2 separate regions of the Danio rerio genome follow, and region 2 is linked to region 1. The links are chromatin contacts, called in public Micro-C maps. All regions are on one chromosome and are shown on one strand. The core of a region is the stretch at or near the end of the contact, and the rest is flanking DNA. Distances in the headings are between cores, read along the strand shown.

Evidence for each region. Hi-C and Micro-C count contacts between places; a contact is called where the count stands out from the background.
Region 2: a contact with region 1 is called in a Micro-C map of caudal fin, with 5 times the contacts expected there. The contact joins the promoter of rhbdl3 here to the promoter of utp6 in region 1. A contact is called at or near these places in 3 of 18 Hi-C or Micro-C datasets (caudal fin, embryo and hematopoietic stem cells) and 1 of 4 datasets of contacts at active chromatin or transcription factors (embryo).

Annotation. Positions count from the first base shown.
Region 1 is chr6:24,550,940-24,555,463 of GRCz12tu, reverse strand. It overlaps utp6 (UTP6 small subunit processome component), which reads left to right and starts at 2,590. Exons shown (of 19, transcript NM_001111207.1): 1 at 2,590-2,784; 2 at 2,881-2,965; 3 at 3,050-3,091; 4 at 3,210-3,302; 5 at 3,403-3,450; 6 at 3,596-3,659; 7 at 3,787-3,905; 8 at 3,999-4,076; 9 at 4,166-4,247; 10 at 4,326-4,407; 11 at 4,513-4,524. The coding sequence starts at 2,693. It overlaps suz12b (SUZ12 polycomb repressive complex 2 subunit b), which reads right to left and starts at 2,056. Exons shown (of 16, transcript NM_001082824.2): 1 at 1,457-2,056; 2 at 1,071-1,117; 3 at 919-983; 4 at 734-802. The coding sequence starts at 1,601.
Region 2 is chr6:24,717,909-24,722,568 of GRCz12tu, reverse strand. It overlaps rhbdl3 (rhomboid, veinlet-like 3 (Drosophila)), which reads left to right and starts at 2,142. Exons shown (of 9, transcript NM_001017556.2): 1 at 2,142-2,237; 2 at 2,511-2,550. LOC141386260 (a long non-coding RNA gene) reads right to left here and starts at 2,279. Exons shown (of 3, transcript XR_012407936.1): 1 at 2,108-2,279.

The sequences.
Region 1 (4,524 bases), core at 1,341-3,840:
TATTGACCTAAGCAGCAAAACAAGTTATTCATCCAGGTATAACAAAAAATACCTATATTGCTTCATTGTGTGTGTGTGTGTGTGTGTGTGTGTGTGTGTGTGTGTGTGTGTGTTATGAGTAAACAATGTTTTAAACAAAATTGAACTGCAAAGGTATGCTGGTTAAGGTAACAGATAGAAGATTAATTAGCTTTCATTTAATTCAACAAAATTAATAAACACATGACCACGGCAACATATGGTTTATCCGAGTTCTTCTTACATAATTTTCCTGATAAAGTATGATGCAATGCCTTTGTCACTACTTGTTAGAATGTTATTATGAAATATGTTGCATGCTTTATTCTGTGAAAGAAAGACATCATTTTGCAGTTTTGAGTCAATGGGCCATAGGTCACTGAGAATCTACACAAACAGCAATCGATATCACAGATTGATTATTTGCAATTTGACTAAATCGCATGCTATATTTTGAATAGCTATGACTGTGTAGTAAAGGCTGCTCAGACTCACAACACGTGCTGGAAAACTACAGCTCATTACAGAGCTGGCTTTTTAGACAAATGCACACAACAATCGCATGTGATTTTTTATTCAGCCCTAGTGTATGTGTAGTTTTAAATGTTAAACGTGTAATGATTTAAAATCTTAAATTATTTAAAAAGTTGTGTAGTTCACATCTTTAAACTCATATTTGTGTGAGACCACAGCATGCATAGTAGAAGAGCAATACCTCGGAGACTCAGGCTCTCCTTTCATTTTCTCCACACTGGACAGCAAGTCGTCAACTTTAAATGATTTCCTGAATAAAACCCAGTTTATTTATTAAACACGCTTTACAAACACACAAGTTATTAAAATACGGCACACCTATTCTGATTTTCTGATGTCAACCATTAATATATTAATAAAACCCACCTTTTGGCATTTGTTCGTGAGTTTCTATGTGACATGAAGGTGAGGGTCCTGTGAAGCAATACAGGCTGTGAAAGTACAAGAAAAAAATATATCAACAATCAGAGCCACCACACAATAATGTGAATTAAATCTACTGAAAAAAAAATACGTACAGTTATCAGATTCCTTGTTCGCAGAAACCTGTATATTTGAGTCGGTTCTGAAATGAAACATGCAGAAAATATATCATATACTTTTATTTTCAACATTTTCTCTACAAAAACTGCCTATCTGTTGCTTTACAAATCTCATTTACACTTAACTTTTTAGTTTTGCATACATTGGTAAATTTCTTGTTACTATTTTTAACAATAAACACTGCCTCATGTACACACTCATAGGAACACAACAGTGATAGATCCAAGGATGCATCCACACCACATCTAGTAGCAGTAACACACAACAGCACGTTGTCATGAACTGGGTGTGTCAATGGAACGTTAATAGGAAAAGCTAATGAATTTACTTAACGTGTTAAATGAAACAGCTGTTGACTTACTCTCAAAGGCCTGCAGAAAGAGCTCATGGTCGGCCTGCAACTGTTCAATCTTAGGTTTCTTGAGTGAGCTCACGCCAGAAGATGGGTATACAGCACCATTGGCTTTAGAGTTCATCACCTGAGCCGAATATTTCTGAGGAGCCATGATAATATACTAACAACTAATGGGAAGTCCAAAACGCATCAAAACAACACCAGGCGAAAAGATTATCTGCACATTAATGACAGACAGTCGCCCTCGCCCCTTTGACCAGCTCTCTACCATCACCTAAACATCAGCTACTTGTGGTTTAGTTTCTTTGACAAGTGCATGTTTGAATGTGGCTCAAATGAGTAAACCATACGAGTTGTAAATATGTTTACTGATGTATGCCCTCGATCTGGTCACTGATCCTCAACAGATTAGCACGTTAGCTTGCGGTCCTTAAGAGCGACGAAAACACAGTTCAACGACACCGGGTAATCCATACACACAGGCAGAAGTTCACGTTCCAATTTGAACAAAGGTTATGGATTATTGAATACTTATTTTCTACCGAAATTGTATTTATTTTGACGGGAAACCCGACCAAGTGACGGATACGGATACTTGTGTATCGCCCGAGCCCTTGAGGAGAGTGCCGCGAAAACCCGCCCACTGCAATGTTTTAGCCAATCAGAGATGCCGTCTGGTAAAATCGAAGTTTTTTATTGGATAGACTTATTTTGATAGACGTGAGATTAAGATTGGTAGAGGAGACAAATTGCCGCCAAGAATGTTTTGGTTCTGGGGAGAGGATCGGTCACGGTGCAGTAGCACGGGTTACAGCCTGAATACAGTCATAAACATACAGCAGTCAACACTTGAAGTAAATCAAAAAAGTTTATCAATATTGAAAACAAGAATGTGTTGTTTAATAGTTTTAGGGCAACTTTGAAAGATTTGAACCCCTTCCAAGATTTACTCCTGCATGCATGTTTTATATATGTGCGTGAGGTACTAAGTAAGTTAAAGGAACCTTAAGTTAAGGAAAAACAAATGTATTAATGTTCTGAATTATAACGTTCCCATAAAACTATTTTTTTAAATAAAAACCGTGGAACCAAAATTCAAGTGCAGAATTCATGTCGGATTTTTTAACCGATGAACATCCGGATGTAGAGCATTTGACAACTTCCTGTCCACACGTGTTTTGGGATGTAATTGCGCTGTGCATCTTAAGTATTTTGTAAAGCGTCCCATAACCTGTTTTAGAAATGGCAGACATTGTACAACAACGATTAGAGGACAGAATACCAGGGCTTGAACAACTGGAGAGAGTCGGTTTGTTTACCAATAAAGAAGTCAAGTGAGTATATCACTCGTGTTCATGCGAACAGAAAAGATGGATTGAAATGGTGCTTCTGTAGAGAGAAAGTTTCCTCAAAAAGGGCTTTTGTTTCAGGTCCATGTTGAAAAGATCTACTGCACTTGAATATAAGCTACACCGAGCAATTCAGTGTAAAGATGACTTCATTACATACATACAGGTCAGTATTAACAAATAGCTTTTTGCACTTTAATGTAAGAAATCAGCACATTATGACCTTGTTTTTTTATCCTTGTAAAATCAGTTCGAAATAAACACTCTTGAACTTATCAAGAAGAGGAGAGCGGTGAGTTGAAATCTGTTCTGTTATTTATTTATTTTGAAATCTGCTTCTTTCAGTAATCAGAACAGCAGACCTAACTAACTTGTGTTACTTTAAGTGAGATGTACTGTTCTGCTTTCAGAGAATTGGTTACCATTTTAAACGTGAAGAAATTGAGTATCCCATCATTCAGGGCATAAACAGTGTTTTCAGAAGGGCGACAAGCAAATGGCAGGTTGGGCAATAAGAAATGATAACCTCAGTTTTAGATTCATTGTGATGGTCAGTTTTTGATTCAAATGTATTTTTGATTCCATTAAATGCTTCTCCTGTAGGAAGATGTGCAACTCTGGCTTTCTCATGTTGCCTTTAATAAGAAATGGGTATGTGCTTTTGTTATTAAATGCAAAAAACCTTATCAATTTTAAAGAAATAAAAATAGAAAGAAAGAAAGAAATAATAACGCAAATGTGTTTGTCTTTAAAAAAAAATCCTAATCTTTTTTTTTTTTTTTTGTCTTTCAACAAGGGCTCAAAGACTCAGCTCAGCAAGATTTTGTTATCTATGTTAGCTATCCATCCTGACAAACCAGGTAAACTTAAGTAAATTAGAAGTTTAGGGGTTGGGTTTACTGTCAATCATTAATATTATTGTAGTTTAGATGTATAAGCAGCTTTATACACATGGCTAGAAATAAAGTTTTTGGCGTTTTCTTGCAGCTCTGTGGATAATGGCTGCTAAATGTGAAATGGAGGACAGGAACTCCTCAGAGAGTGCCCGGCATCTTTTCCTCCGTGCCCTTCGCTTTCATCCAGAAAATAAGAAAGTCTACCTGGAGGTGAGGCAACATTATTTTTAAGCAACCAATGCTATAAACATTACACTTTGAATCTCATATATACATAAAACAAACCATTGTATGTGTGTACAGTATTTCCGGATGGAGCTCATGCATGCTGAGAAGATGAGGAAACAGCAACAGGAACTGGAGCAAGCTAAAATAGATGTGGTAGGTTAAAAAGGTGTACATCTGGAGTCCTTGCCTTTTTGAAAATAAAATGCATATTTTAATTCATAAAACATCTTTTCTAAATTCAGGGGGAATATCAGTTTTCTCCAGAAATCTTGAGTGGAAAACTTGCTGAAGTGATATACAGAGATGCTGCACAGAAAATTAAAGGTTGGCTAAATTTCCACATAACTGTTTAATAGTATCAGCTGTGTGTTGTTATAATGTGCTTATTTGTCTTGTCATCAGGGGCCGAATTCGTCTTGTCCCTGCTACAGATCGCTGCCATCTTTGACTTCACAAAGGACCTACAAGACAAGATCCTGCAAGAGTACTGAGCCGTTTCCCCTTTTGCCTTTTTACGTCTATATTGGCAATATGCAATCATGAAAATTTCTTTCTCAGACAACATGACATTGGAATTCTCTCTGTTCAGTCTGCAGAGTCA
Region 2 (4,660 bases), core at 893-3,392, 170 kb before region 1:
TTTCTACTGGAAAATATTGTCTGTTTATTCAGTATAAAATAATAAAATATTATAAAATAAATAAAATATCAGTTTTTTATATAAAAATGAAATTAATCTTTATATATATTCAATCACATTTACAGAATTAAATAAGAGAAGTAAAGATAATAAAGATTGAATGATGGGTTCAGAAATCTGTGTGCCTATTCAATAGTATGGCCAGATTGTGGTCCACTCCCATTGTCAATTGTACACTAATTATTAATGAACTAATAGCTAAGTATTGATTCATTCATTTTCGGCTCAGTCCCTTTATTAATTTGGGATCGCCACAGAAGAATAAACCGGCAACTTATCCAGCATATGTTGTACGCAACGAATGCCCTTTCAGCTGCAACCCATCACTGAGAATAGCTATGGTTTAATTAAATATTTTATGGCAAATCATTCATTGTCAATCAATATTTATGATTGTGCAGTTGACTTCATTTTAATCATGTAATTTCCCAAAATGATAATAAGAGTGACTTTAAATTTATTGTTATTTATTGTGGCAGTGGCCATTTAGTACTCACACAAATTCCACCGCTACGCTGAGAGCAACTTAACTCCAGACAGTTCTTCTGTAATTTGATGTATATCTCTATAGTGGTTAAACAAGAAATATAATTTGTTTTTAGTATAACTTATGACAATAATTATTGGTTTCAAAGCAAAACTATTTGATTTAGTGCAAAATTCGGTTTTGTAACTTTATAAAAATTTTATTACATCTGATTTTATTTTACAATGCGGCCAATATTCCTTTAAATTAGCATCTTCATGTTTTCTGTCGTTGTTCACTTAATTTTAAACTTATTACTTTAATAAAAGTATTTATATTACAAACAATTGAGTGTTGCACTGTGCTGCCATGAGATGGCGACAAAGAACATCAGCTGTAAAGACATTTACTGCTGAATAGATGCATCTGTGAGCAAGATCCAGTTTTGCCATCACTTTAAGACAATAGGCCTAGTTCTCAAGTTATATTTTTGAATCACTCAGCTGTCAAACAGTTCAACTTGAGATTTGAATCCGTGGTGGAAAGACACAAAAAGGTTTTATTCTTGTACCATATTATGCCTATGCAATCACACTCAGACCTTCATCAAAGGTACAAATCTGATCCATAAAAGCACCACTACAGTGACAATAAGACACTTTATACCTTAACAGTGTCAAAAATGCTTACCAAATATTTATATAAAATGCCTTAAATGTTTAGTTTACAAGACCTATAGGTTTGTTTCACCGCTTGTTTTGTAATATTGAATTATTGTTCTTAATGTTTATAAGCTTTTAAACATATTTAAACAATGATTCTTGTTTTAATATAGAATTATTCATAAAATTACTTTGCCCTTCCAGTCATTTATTTTCATAGGTATTGTAATAAAGTTGTTCAACACTTTTGCACCTTTCATATGGGGACAATTGTTAAATTCAGTTGTACCATAAAATGTACAGAACAGCATCATCAGAGGTCGTTTCTGTACCATGTAAAGTTCAATTTTCCTCAAGGAACAAAATCCTCAAGGAACATTATTTGTACCACGGTTTCTGAGAGTGTGCAAAGTTAGTGGTCATCCAGGAACGTGGTTGAGAAACACTGCTCTATATCAACAATGCTGTAATTAACATTCACTTGTGCAGGACACATAATTCAAACTCCACATAAAGTTTTGGCGGTGTGACAATAGCTGTTATGTAGCCTATAGTCCACCGTTCAATGTTATGTTATATTTTTGTTTTAGAAGTCTCACATGCGCATGTTGGTCAGTCTGTTAACACCTTAATTAGTATTTTTTTTTTTTTTTTGGTTACAGGATGCGTTGTCAGTGTGCTCCTGATGGTGTCTTTTAATATGGCGGCAACGACGTATTCTCGTCTTTTGAGAATCACACTGCAAACTCGTCTTAAATTGTCCTATATGTAAATAGATGCTATCAATCCAGAAAACAAACCCAGTTGACAAATTACACGAACTGACATCATTTTTATTTACTTGCCATAATTTGAGATATGCTTGTAATGCGGCCACATGACGAGGATCAGTAAAAAGGGGCGGGTGCCTTTTACTTACCTCCCAATGCTGTCTGCGCTGCGCTCCGCTCGGTCACAGTGAACTTTGGCAAAGCGCTCTGTGGATGCTGACAGGAGTCGCTCCTCTCGGGCGCTGCTGGCACGCGCTGTGGATGCGAAACAACAGCAAGGTAGAATGACGCACCACAAATTAATTCGCACTTATGTAATGTGTTGCGTGGCTTAACGTTAGTTCTACAGACACAAAAATACGCATTTATAAATAACCTGATCATTTTGCCCTATCGTTTTATCGCATTCTGTTTGGTTAAATACCGGACATTACTGTTAAGAGAATCACGCCAGGAACGACACTGGATATAGGGCTTGATAGCTTAATAGTTTAATAGAAAACTCAAGGTACTGTAAACGATTTTAAAAAATAAATCCCATTTCTGTTGCAGGTGACTGTTTAAAGATGTAGACAGTACGCCACTTGGAACGGTAGGCTGCTTTAAAAACCTAACGCCAACTTGTGTGTGACATGCTGTGGATTTCCAGTGTCAGACTTCAATGAAATATGGAAGCGAAGAGGAACTTAGTTTGGGATAAACTCATTTACAATAAGATGTGACAGAGCTGGAAAAATGCGTAGGTTTACATGACGTTCTGAGTTTTCAAAACCAAATGTGGAAATATGTAAGGGATTTATGAGAACAAAACATCATGGCAGAACTTTATGAAAGGAGATAATCATTATTTAGATGGACTGAAAGAGGCAGAAGGAATATGGTAAACTCATCTCCAGCAGTTGCTGCTCATGCAGAGGGAGAAGAGATCGAGGTGCTGGAGAGCACTGATGTCCTTCCTGTAGCTCCAGAGGACGTAAGTGATGTGCAGATGTGTGATTTATGTTGTTGAGAGCAACAGAATAAGAACAGAGATAGATTTTATCTCTGATGCATTATCTTTTTCTCAATTATATCTCTGCTCTTTCCTTACTTCTCCCTCTTTCTGTGTCTTCCACAAATCTTTCTCTCAGCAATGGAAGTGTCTTTTTGACAAGGTAGGACTTTGCTCTTGTTGCACATTTCAGTGTTTGCTTGTGTTTCTGCACATGTGCAGGTCATTATCTACTAACATGCCAATAACTGATTAATAGGGTTTTAGAAAATGATGTAAAAAGCCATGTGTTGGTTGCAGAATCACAGAAGCATTCGGAAGTAGTGATTGACCACCAATACTTTTTTTCAGAGACCAATATCTTTGCTTCATTACAAAATATACTTCAGGCATAGCAAATGACATTTGAGTTAGAGTTAGAAGGGGTGCATGCCCGTTTGCACAAATGCACAGCTTTATTCAGTATCAATAGTGGAGTTTCATACTGAAAATGTCATGGTTATAGTTGATAGTCAGGTCCACCATTATTGCAATGGGGGATGATGCAGAGTTAGTTAATGGTTTGCTGGAAAGAAACAGAGCTGGGTGACAGACGGAGAGCGGTACCCCCTCTGCCCCTTGTTTCTTTCACTCTCAGTCTCTCTTGCTGGCTCTGCACCTGCTTAACCCTGACCCCCCACACACACTCCCCAGGGATAAAAGCAGTGACGTGAAGGATGAAGGGAGAGATGCAAATGACATGATGGGAAAGAGTGATTTTAGGGTTAACAGGGGGGCAGATATGAACAGAGAGCAAAAGCTTTAAGGTGCAGAAGGCTCGTGGCAGACCCCCTCTAGCCTTGAAGGGGGTGGAAGGGGGTTCCTTTACAAGTGAGCCTCTCACTCTGCAACATTTTGAGTCCTTCAAGTGGTCTGCGGTCGGGGGTTTCATGCAGTGTTGGGGTCACTGCCCTGCAAGGTTGTAAATTGGAGGCATTGTGGGATCTAAAGACCACAATCAGACTTCACTGATTGCATGTAACAAACTAATAAAAGAGGGGGAGAGGAGGAGTTGGGTTGTTAAATGGTGGATAGTTTGAGTAAAAAAGTTACATATGAATACATTTTCATATGCAAATTCATATCTTCACAGCTAATGGCTTAGCAAAAACTGTCAGCATCAGTTGATTGCTTTTTCACCCTGTGGCACAAGTGATAGCAAATGGCGTGCTTGTGTCTGACAACTTGTTAACTGACAACATCCCAAAAAAAACAAATCCATAAACATGGGCATCTGTTTAATGACTCATTGCAGATAAATAACAGTTCTCGGTCAGAAACACAGAACATTCTTTCCCCTGTTGAATTTTAAGGCCTACAAAGTAAAGTACAGGGGAAAAAAGTTATAATTAACAAGACATTTTAATCATATAATAAAAAATGAATGATTGTTTGTTTTTTGCTATCAAAAAATGAATCAAAAATAGTTTTAATTAGCTTATTCACAAATGTAAAATTCATTTTTAATTCAGAATACATAGTAGAGTTTGTATCAGTAGTAGAGTTTGGTAATGCTGGTACTGTTGAGTAAATGAGTAAATTGTTGGCCTGTACTTGATTTTGTCCATCAGGAATAAATTGGATCATTGTCATTTGTTATTTACATCAATCTCTTGTGAGCACAGATACAAATTATTTATAATAAACACTGCAAAAGTGTAAACCTATTGTG